Linked DNA regions of Zea mays: region 2 is linked to region 1. Evidence: chromatin contacts called from public Hi-C data. All regions are on one chromosome and are shown on one strand. The core of a region is the stretch at or near the end of the contact, and the rest is flanking DNA. Distances in the headings are between cores, read along the strand shown. Region 1 holds the start of LOC100381466 (putative elongation factor 1-gamma 2). Region 2 has its middle 65 kb from the start of LOC100381466.

Evidence for each region. A called contact is a pair of places that touch in the nucleus more often than the background predicts.
Region 2: a contact with region 1 is called in a Hi-C map of leaf, with 4 times the contacts expected there. The contact joins the enhancer-like site here to the promoter of LOC100381466 in region 1. A contact is called at or near these places in 5 of 25 Hi-C or Micro-C datasets (leaf and leaf mesophyll).

The regions. Positions count from the first base shown.
Region 1 is chr5:158,477,856-158,483,165 of Zm-B73-REFERENCE-NAM-5.0, forward strand. It overlaps LOC100381466 (putative elongation factor 1-gamma 2), which reads right to left and starts at 3,523. Exons shown (of 8, transcript NM_001361431.1): 1 at 3,424-3,523; 2 at 3,281-3,323; 3 at 2,073-2,222; 4 at 1,941-2,001; 5 at 1,801-1,853; 6 at 1,603-1,704; 7 at 1,038-1,527; 8 at 45-616. The coding sequence starts at 3,289. The coding sequence ends at 237.
Region 2 is chr5:158,543,145-158,548,965 of Zm-B73-REFERENCE-NAM-5.0, forward strand. No RefSeq gene overlaps it. Among protein-coding and RNA genes, the nearest start is that of LOC100381466, 65 kb to the left of the region's middle. Within about 2 kb of position 1,812, at least 14 of the 20 cell types and tissues checked have an H3K27ac peak or open chromatin away from gene starts, as enhancers often do. A contact at or near this core is called in leaf and leaf mesophyll, where this site is marked.

The DNA.
Region 1 (5,310 bases), core at 2,273-4,772:
ATATATAAATGGGACGTTTATGAGAAGGGTAAAGGATGGACATGTCACGATTCCAATGCGATAATCCATAATATTGCACGCGCCTAAAACCTTCCCCGATTCCCTTACCATGACCAAAAGTCTCAACACAGCACAGAAAATAACCCCAGATCAAAACTAACATTCATAGCTGTTTTAGAATTAGACCCAAAAACCTAAACAACTCTTTCCTGAGCAGCACTCCAAAGAGATGAGGCTCACTTGAAGCATTTTGCATCTAGCAAGGCCTCGCCCTCAAAAGGCTCCTGGTCCTCGATCATGGCATTGACCCGCTCCTTCTGGGCCTCATCAGAGAGGTCGACCTTGGTCCACTCATAGAGCTCCATGTCATAGACCTCATCCATGACAAACTTGGGGATTTCGGGGCCACGGAAGAGCCAGAGCCCCTTGACCTTGAAAGGGGGCTCAGAGCCAACCACAAGCATCTTGCCAAAGGCGTATTTGCGGCACAGATCCATCCGCTGCAGGAAGCCACCAACCTTGTTCATAGTCACAAACGACACTGTGTTCTCGTCATTGTACTTGTAGTCACAGAACCACAGGGAGTAGCCCTCTGGGTCATACATGTCCCAGAAACCTGAAAATACATGGGAGTTGAGTTCAGTTGACTTGTGCATAGCACTACTAACAGATCAAAAACAAAACTTTGAGAACCGCTTAATGGGGTGTTTAAATGCACTAGATTAAAACAAAAAGATATGCCGAACCCAGCTGTAACTTGTTCGGCTGCTAGTTGCAGCCGCAGCTTTCATCCATCCAACAGTTGTATATTCTCAGCAATACTCAAGCAGCAGCAGCTGGAACAGTGGCCTTGACTATCAGCCCAACAGGCCCAAATTGACCAGCTGTCTTATTTAACTTGAGGCACATGTTTGCTTAAAGTTACTCAATAGTTTATCTTTCTAATTAGTAATATCTTATGTAAGCATAATTATTGTTAAAACTATAAAAAAATCATTGTTAAAACTATGTAACCATAGTCATTGTTAAAAACATACCTTTAATAGCAACCTCACGGAAGTTGGTTTTCGTGTTAGAATACAGCCTCTTCCAATCGTCAAGAATCAACTTGCTCGGAGGAAGCAAATCAAGGGGATTCTTTGGCTTAGGCTTTGGAGCCTCCTCTTCCTCTGCTGGTTTCTCAGCTTCCTTAGGCTTCGGGGCCTCCTTTTTGGCTTCCTTAGGCTTCTGCTCTTTGGCCGGAGCAATCTTCTTTGGAAGAAGTGGCACAGCTTCTGCCTGCTTCACGTCACCAATGACCTTTTTGAAGTTTGGCTGGTTAACCATGGTCCAGAAGTACCTCTCAATATGAGGGAACTCTGAGGTAAAACTCTTAGTCAAGATACGGCTAAAGCCCATATAAAGATTGCATGTCAGCACAATATCCGCAAGTGTCACTGAATGCCCAACAAGGAATGTGTTTGATGCAAGATGGGTGTTCAGGGAACCGAATGCTCTCTTCAAAGCAGCAATGGCTGATTCTTCTGTCTGTTGAGCAAATGAGAATATGAGACTACAATCAAGCTATTGAGAAAGAAGTGCTACCCACATGGCAATACATACCACAGCAGCATAGGGATAAAACCCCATACGTGGGTACAACCACTTTCCAATGCTGGCATCAACCTCTGTCGCAGCAAAGTCCATCCACTGCTCAATATGGGCCTGAAACAAGCACAGGTTCAAACGGACAGAAACATCTAAGCAAAAAAATTCAAGAAATATAAAATTAATTTGAATGAAATATTGAACATTACTCACATAATCAATCAGTGAAGATCCGTAAAGTGGGTTGTTAGCCTTCAAGCGAGTAACTTCAGGGAGATGACAGAATTCGGTGCTCAATCAAATAAATGCAAACAAAAGACTAAACAAACCAATTGTTGCAACATTTAAATTACCATATCTTGCTATTGCATTGCTCTCAAAGACAGGACCATCAGGTGTCTCCAGGACAGGAACCTGCAAAGAAGCGCCCAAATTACATCCTAGACTATTTATCACCATCTTAACATATACAGAATTTTTTATACCTTCCCAATAGGGTTCATCTTGAGGAACTCTGGTGTTTTGTTGGAAACCCCCATTTGAAAGTCTTTTACCAACTCAACCTTGATGCCGCTGTAATCCGCGGCAATTAGTGTTTTGAATGCATTTTTGTTACTACTGCCAGCATGCAGTACCTACACAGTGCAGAAGGTTTGGTCAGATGGCTACATACCGACACATAACATATCACAATCTGAAACATATATATATCAGAAAAACTAATAATATAAGTTGCAGAATCAATCAGACAATCAGAAAAAATTAAAGAAAAAGAAAAAAAACAATCTTTGATCTAGCACAACTGAAGCCAGTAAACAATTGGTGTCAACTGATAACAGTGTGGAATCATATGAAGAAGACCACAACTACATACTGATGCCTATCTCTAGTACAAAAGTTAGGAAAATATAAAGTCAAATGGGCTTGAAAAGTTGAATATGCCTTTTGTGCTCAGTCAGAAGAGTCAGAACTAAACTCTATTCTGCTTATCAGCTCAGGGAAAAGTTGAGTGAGTTTTTTATTGTATTGGAAACAACAAACATGTAACATGTTAACACAAAATTATAAGCTCAGAGCAAGAATTATATCGTCTATGACTTGATGCTCGTCAGCTTGCAGCATATTAATATACAAACATGTTAAAAGAAAACTACTATGCAAATCAGCATCAGAGACTACCTAATGTTAAAAGCAATGAATGCCTGGCTAAAAGAGTGGCAAAGACCGACCATATGTTTAAATAAAACCACTATGGAAATCACCTGTGAAACAGGAGGCGTCTGCTACGTCACAACTTCATTCTAATTATACCATCTGATGATGGGAATAAATGGGAGGTGATACCATTTTCATAACTTCAGTAAGCATCTAAATGAATTCAATCTCTAACGAGTCAAAATGGGCCAAGATGTAACTAACAAACAGGTAAGGCAAACAAGATAAGGGTAATCAACTATATCCATCCATGGACAATAATTTAGCGACCAAATCTTATGTTAATGTGAGATATAACATATATCCACGATGTAGGCTGCACAGTAGTAATCCACAGAAACCCGCGAATGGAAATTACAATAAAATAACCACGCTAATACAAGCTACTTAAACGCCCCTAGCATTTCGAAAATCTAAGAGCAACATACTACTTAAATAGGTACTTAAATAACTAGTGCTAGTTAGAAAAAACACTTACAAGCGCCATATCGATGAAAAGCTAGCTTCACTCGATCTCAGATCTGCATAACAGCAACAGAAGAAGAAGAAAATAAAATCAGCGAAATCAAACACGAGTAGAACACTATAAATCAAGACAATAACACGAATTTCTCTCGCTACATTTTCACCGCTACCAGCACCGCGAGATCGGGCGAGTAGCGCGCAGCAGGGGGGAGAGCGGAGGCGGAGTAGCCAAAAACCCTAGCGTTGCCGACGAGCCGTCTTATGGAGGCGCAGCTCGCAATACTTGGACCTCGTGCCTAAGGTTGCGCGCACGCGATCTCAGCCGTTGGATGTGGTATCCGAAAAAACTGATTGAACGGCTCGCATTGGCCCGAGATTCTGAGTCGAGCAAGGCCCACCAGAGTAGAAGCCCAAATTTCACTCAGAGTTGGCCTACTAAAGCCTCGCTTTCGCTTGGCAAGGGGCTATCAGCGTCCATCCATGTGGACTCAATTGGGCCTTGCCGTTTGTGTGTTTTTTTTTGGTCCCATAGCCAGTACGCGAGTGAGTAGTCTATGGTCTGGGCTTATTAAATAATGGGCTGAAATGAAGAGAAAGCTCACGAAACAAAAAAAAAACAATATTCCGCTCGTTGATCGATCAGTCGCGGTTTCTCTGCCGCGCCTCGCGGCGCCTGGCTCTCTGCGCCGCAAGAAGGAAGCAAGCGGGAGTCGTGTGCTGCTCACCACGTGTTCTTGTGTCCCAAAGAAATGAAAAATGTGTTTATGGCCTGATGCTAAAGAAACATGAGGCACATGAAGAATGTCCTCCAGGCATGTACGATTAGCATCACTTTCTATTTTGAGAATACGCGAGAGGGCAGCGTATCTTTGTAATCAAATAGAAAATAGTACTCTCTTAATTTTTTTATTTTGTCGCGTTTTAGTTATAAAATAAACTAGCGAACTACAAATATTTAAAAACCGAGAAAATAGTTTAGCTAAAAAATGGCAACTACAACGCATATGCCCGGATCAAAGATCCAAACAGATACACTGGGACTGAAGTTATCAGGCCGCCCTAAGTACAGGCTGATGAGGACCCAGTCGAGCTTTAGTTGTATAGTTCGCAAGGTGCTAGGACCCGAGTGGTGTCAGGTGCACCTCAGCCTCTCACCTTTCTCTCTTAATCGATTGGCAGTGTGGCCCTTCCAAAAAAAATTTGAAAAGGGAAATCTTGACGACTGATACATTCGTGCTTGGTAATAGATTTTTTTTCACACTAAGGGCTAGTTTGGATGTCTAAAACCAGAGAGAATTAGAGGAGCTAAAATCTCTTGCTTATTTAAAATTGAATAAGGAGGAAATTTGAATAAATATTAAATTTTAGCGCCTCCAATCCACTCCGGTTTTGTGCCTTCCAAACTAGTCCTAAGAGCTAATTTGGTGGGAAGAGAATTGAAGAGGGTCAATGGGGTAGAAATTCCCTTGCTAATCAAGTTTCCCGTGGAGCCCCTCCAATTTTCCTTCCACCAAATCAGCCATAATATAGTTTCAAACATCATCTGATCTGTCATTCATGTCTAACATAATCTCGAAATCTTGTGAGATGGCATTTAGTCCCCAAACAAGTGGATGTGGCTCAATCCTCCATCCTGCCCCTAGCCAACCTTATCCACTAGCTCGAAGTTAGCGTATTCTTATTCTTCTATACTTTTCTTGTTTCTTTAATAGCGTACTATTGTTTTAGGCATTTGCTGCAGCCACTTAGGGCATGCTTTGGTGATCACATCCTCGTCTTATGATATTTGTTTAAGTGAAAGATTTGAAGCCCCAAATTAGATCATATCTTCAAAAATGGCAATTTTCATTCTAGCTTTTTTTGTTGTTGTATTTTACTATGTGTTTTGATATGTCATAAATCTTTTAAAGAAACTTATCATTTGACCGTCCTCATTATAAAGGGTGAAGAGGACCACGACGCACACAAAAACTATCATAGACTACCAACGCCCATAGCCAAAGGACTAAACCATCCTCGTTAGGTTGTCTTTAGCGAAGCTTG
Region 2 (5,821 bases), core at 562-3,061, 64 kb after region 1:
AGGATAGCCGGTATTGGTTTCTCAACCACCGACAAGTCCATCAAGAGTTCACGCAACCATTCTGCCTCAACAATTGCTGTGTCAGTGCAGCTAGCTCGGCTTCCATGGTTGACCTCGTCAAGATAGTCTGCTTGCATGACCTCCATGATACCGCACCTCCGCCAATAGTAAAGACATAACCACTGGTGGCATAAAGCTCATCTACATCAGATATCCAGTTTGAATCACTATATCTTTCAAGTACTACATGCTGACTAGAATAGTGAATTCCATAGCTCATTGTACCGTGCAAGTAGCGCATAACCCGCTCAAGTGCATGCCAATGACCAGTCCTAGGGTTTGACATGAACCTACTCAATTTGCTCACAACAAACGAAATATTAGGCCATGTTGCACTAGCAAGATACATGAGTGAACCGACGATCTGAGAATATCTTAATTGGTCTAAACCAATTCTCTTGTTCTTTCGCAGTGTCACACTAGGATCATAAGGTGTTGGAGAAGGTTTGCAATCAAAGAAGCCAAATCGCTTCAAAACCTTTTCAACATAGTGAGATTGCGAGAGAGTAATCCCACCATCTGCCTTAATCAGCTTGATGTTTAGAATCACATCAGCTTCTCTAAGATCTTTCATATCAAAACTCTTTGATAGAAAAGACTTGACTTCATTGATCACATCAATGTTTGTGCCAAATATCAATATATCATCAACATATAAGCACAATATAACTCCTTCGCCCCCACCACATCGATAATATACACACTTGTCTGCCTCATTAATGGCAAAGCCTGTAGACGTTAGAGTCGTGTCAAACTTCTCATGCCACTGCTTTGGTGCTTGCTTCAGACCATACAAAGATTTCAATAACTTGCACACCTTGCTTTCTTGACCCTTTACTAAAAATCCATCAGGTTGTTCCATATAGATTTCCTCGTCCAGCTCTCCATTAAGAAAAGTTGTCTTTACATCCATCTGATGGACAAGGAGACCATACGAGGCAGCCAAGAAAGTAGTACTTGAATAGTAGTCATTCTAGCAACAGGTGAGTAAGTATCAAAGAAGTCTTCTCCTTCTTTCTGAGTATAGCCTTTAGCCACAAGCCTAGCCTTGTACTTCTCAATTGTACCATCAGGCTTGAGCTTCTTTTTAAACACCCACTTACAACCCACATGTTTACAGCCATAGGGTCGATTAGTGACTTCCCACGTACCATTTGAAAGAATAGAGTCCATCTCATTATGAACTGCTTCTTTCCAATCATCTGCATCTGGAGATGCAAATGCTTCCATAATGGTAGTAGGAGTATCGTCCACAAGGTACACAATGAAATCATCACCAAAGGATTTTTCAACCCTTTGTCTCTTGCTCCTTTTAGGAGCATCATTGTTATCCTCCTCTAGGACAATTTCATGTGGCTGTTCAGAACTCTCAACAGGTGTACTATGTTTAGGAGTTATCTCAGAAGAGTATCTAGAATTTCTATGAATGTCTTTCATTGGAAATATGTGTTCAAAGAAAGTAGCATCACGTGATTCCACAATAGTATCAACATATACATCAAGAACTTCAGATTTAACTACTAAAAATCTATACGCTATGCTACACGAAGCATATCCCAGAAAGACACAATCCACTGTCCTTGGTCCAAACTTGCGCTTTTTATTAACTGGTACATTGACTTTCGCCATGCACCCCAAGTGCGCAAGTATGAAAGTGATGGTTTTCTCCAAACTAGCGACGACCCTAAGGGGGGGGTCGCCCTGGGCCCCCCGGAATGATGGGCCCCACCCCTGACACCAAGGAGCAGAGCAGTCGGAACAAAACGACAAGGAGCAGAGCAGTCGAGCAGATCATGGAAGTACGGAACCGCCAGGAGTAGAAACTAGCAAACTGCATCACGGAAACGCTTCGTCCTGATCCGTTCGTCGCTTCGGCCTTCGAGTCCTTCCTCCTGTCTTCCTGTCGGGTCGTACGCCCATACCTGGCTACCTGTGTCTCGGTCTTGCCTCGATGCCTCGGTGTCTCGTAGCAGCAGGTCGGGGCTGCCGCCACCACCTCCAAGACTCACGCCTCCATCCTTGATGTCGCCAGCCGGCGGCCGGACATGCACGGCGCCCTGGCGGCCCTGCTGCGTAGCCTGTGCTCCACCACACTCTTCCCCTACTTCATGCTCGTGGCCTGCGAGGGCGGCAACCTCCTCCTTCTAACGACGTGACATTTTCTAATGTTATCCCAGAAGACGACGTGGTGACGTGACGTTGCTTCGAAATTTCTGTATTCCATAATCGGTAATAATTCTTTAAGTTTATTCTTGTAACTAAGCGATAACTTCAATTCATAATTCTGTTTTTAATTTCGGCATATAGTCTTGTCATCTAGAAAGTATCCATCTGGTTCTGAGAAAACGAAGAGGAAGAAACGAGCAAATAAGTTCATAGAAACGCGGAGAGGAGCTATGGACAAATTTTTTTTCTAGTAATTCAAGAACTTCAAGGAATCAAAATGAGATGGCTATAGTTGCTATAGAGGAGCAACCTGATAATTAGCTAGAAGATCAGGGCTTTACACCAGAAGAAAAAATTGATCATGAGCCTATGGTTAATTCACCTCCTACAGAAAATGCTAGTGTTGATGAACAACCTGTTTTTACTGAGGATATCTATGATTCAATAAATTGGGATAATCTTGATAACAAGTCAAAGGACATATTAGTAGAGAAGGGATCCATCAGAGATGAAAATATTGAATTTCCTTTGGATACCAATGGCAGACATTTTTCATATACTCATTACTCTAGAAAGATGAGCAATGGAGAAGTTTATGATAGAAAGTGGTTGGTAGATTCCAAACACGTTGATAGAGTGTTTTGTTTTTCATGCAAGCTTTTCAATACAGAAAACTGCAACAGTTCATTGGGTTATGAGGGGTTCAGAGATTGGAGGAATATTAATGAGAGGTTGAAAGAACATGAGGCTAGTATAAAACATATTACAAGCATGAACCCTTGGAATGAACTGAGGGTGAGGCTTGATAAGCATGAAACAATTGACAAAAACATTCAGCAGCAAATCACAAAGGAGAAAGAGCGTATCAGGCAAGTTTTACAAAGAATAATTGCTGTTGTGAAATTTCTTGGTAAGCGGAATTTAGCTTTTAGAGGACCAAGTGAGAAACTTTACAATGATCAAAATGGTAATTTCTTAGCTTGTGTTGAGATGATTGCTGAATTTGATTTGGTTATGCAAGATCACCTCAGACATATTCAAAACAATGAGATTCATTATCACTATCTTAGTCATAAAATTCAGAATGAATTTATTTCTCTTTTGGCTTCTGACATCACTAAATCTATCATAAACACTGTTAAAGAGGCCAAATATTTTTCAGTTATCCTTGATTGTACCCCTGATGTTAGTCATCAAGAACAAATGAGTTTGTTGATCTGATGTGTTAATATGTCTACTCATAAAGTTGAGGAGTATTTTTTGGGTTTAATGAAGGTAGATGATACATCCGGTGAGGGACTTTTTAATTCATTACTTGATTCCATTAAGTCCCGTGGCCTAAATATTGAAGATGTTCGGGGTCAAAGTTATGATAATGGATCTAACATGAAAGGAAAGCACAAGGGCGTGCAAAGACCACTGCTTGATATAAATCCAAGAGCTTTATTTATGCCATGTGCTTGTCATAGTCTTAATCTTGCACTTTGTGACATGGCTAAATCTTGTGGCAAAGCTATTTCATTTTTTGGGATTGTGCATCGAGTATATACATTGTTCTCTAGTTCTACTAAAAGATGGGATGTTTTGAAGGATCATGTTGAAAGCTTAACTGCGAAGTCATGGTGCAATACTCGTTGGGAGAGTCGGATTAAAAGTGTCAAAGCAATAAGATTTCAAGCTCCTCAGATAAGGTCAGCTTTGCTTCAGTTGAGTACCGATAAGGATACCGAACCAAAGGATAAAAGTGATGCAAAAAAATTATTTGATCTTCTTGGTACCTTTGATTTTATACTTGGTATGGTTATTTGGTATGATATTTTATTTACAGTAAACAAAGTGAGCAAGCAGTTGCAATCCTCATCCATGTGCATTGATGCTACATTAATGAGAATAGAAGATACAGTGAATTAGTTTCAGAACTATAGAAATAATGGATTTGCTTCTAGTTTGATCATTGCCAAAGAGATTGCATCTGAATTGGGTGTAGAGCCATCATTTCTAGTGAAACGTCATGCTAAGAGGAAGAAACAATATGATGAAACTGATTGTGAGGAAGCAAATCTTGAAGCTGAAAAAGCTTTCGAAGTTAGTTATTTTTTGGTCATGGTTGGTATTGCAATTAGTTCATTGAAAAGTAGATTTGAAGAACTCCAATTATTCAAAGACATATTTGGATTTTTTATGGACTCCATAACCTTGAAGTCATTGGATACTATTGAACTAAGAGAATGTTGCACCAAATTTGCAAACACTTTCTCTTTTGATGGCTCATCAGATGTTGATCTAAATGATCTAATTTTAGAGTTTAGTGTTTTGCAGTTGACTTTAATAGATAAACCAATGTCTGCCATGGATATTTTTGAGTATGTTAGAGAAGTGGATTCTTATCCTAATACTGCTATTGCTTATCGACTTTTATTTACTGTGCCCATGACCGTTGCATCAGCTGAAAGAAGTTTTTCAAAGTTGAAGTTGTTGAATAATTATTTGAGGTCCAAAATGTCTCAATAAAGACTAAATGGTTTGGCTATTTTATGCATCAAGAAAATATTATTATATGAAATTGATACTGATGCTATCATCAATGACTTCGCTTCGAGACATGTTAGAAGACAATTTTAAGGTAATCACATATTTGTATTTTTTTCTTACGATGAATAATTTTTTGATGTATTTTTAAATGTTTATTACCAATATGTATTATATATATTATTATAGTAAGACCCCTATATTAAGTCTGGCCCCGGGCCTCTAATTTGTCAGGACCGTCACTGCTCCCAACCCACTTCTCATAAGGGGTTTTCTCTTCTTTGCCCATATGAATTCTATTCAGAACATGACATGAAGTCAGGACTGCTGCCCCCCACCATGCCTTAGATAAACCACAAGTGTCTAACATGGCATTCACCAGGTCAGTCAACGTATAGTTTTTCCTTTCAGCAATCCCGTTTGATTCGGGTGAATAGGGAGGCATCCTCTCATGAATAATGCCATGTTCTGCACAGAAATCATCAAAGACTTTGGGAAAGAATTCGCCACCATGATATGATCTAAGAAGTTTGATCTTTCTCTCTAGTTGGTTTTCAACTTCAGCCTTATAGTTTTAAAGTAGTCTGAAGCCTCATCTTTAGTTTTTAGCAAGTATACATAGCAAAATCTAGACGCATCATTAATCAAAGTCATGAAGTATCTCTTGCCACCTTTTGTCAACACACCATTCATCTCGCAAAGATCAGAACGTATGAGTTCTAGAGGTGCCAAGTGTCAATCCTCAGTAGCCTTGTGAGGCTTTCGAGATTGCTTTGACTGCACACAACTATGTCACTTAGTGAAGCGTCCTGATCCTTTGGGACTCAAATGTGATACAATTACTAGTCCCAGGAGGCTAGTAAACACATTCCTTACTTCAAATCGTACAGAGTTTAAATAGAGGTTATTACAATACCGGGGTACAAGCTCGAGAGAGCCAGAATAGGAAGCGCAGTAGGAAAATATACTAGCCCAAGCCACAGGCAGAAATGGGTGCAGACACAACCCTCTCAATCAAGCATAGCAGAAAAGAAGTCTTCGGCTGCTGAAAAATATAAATAAATCT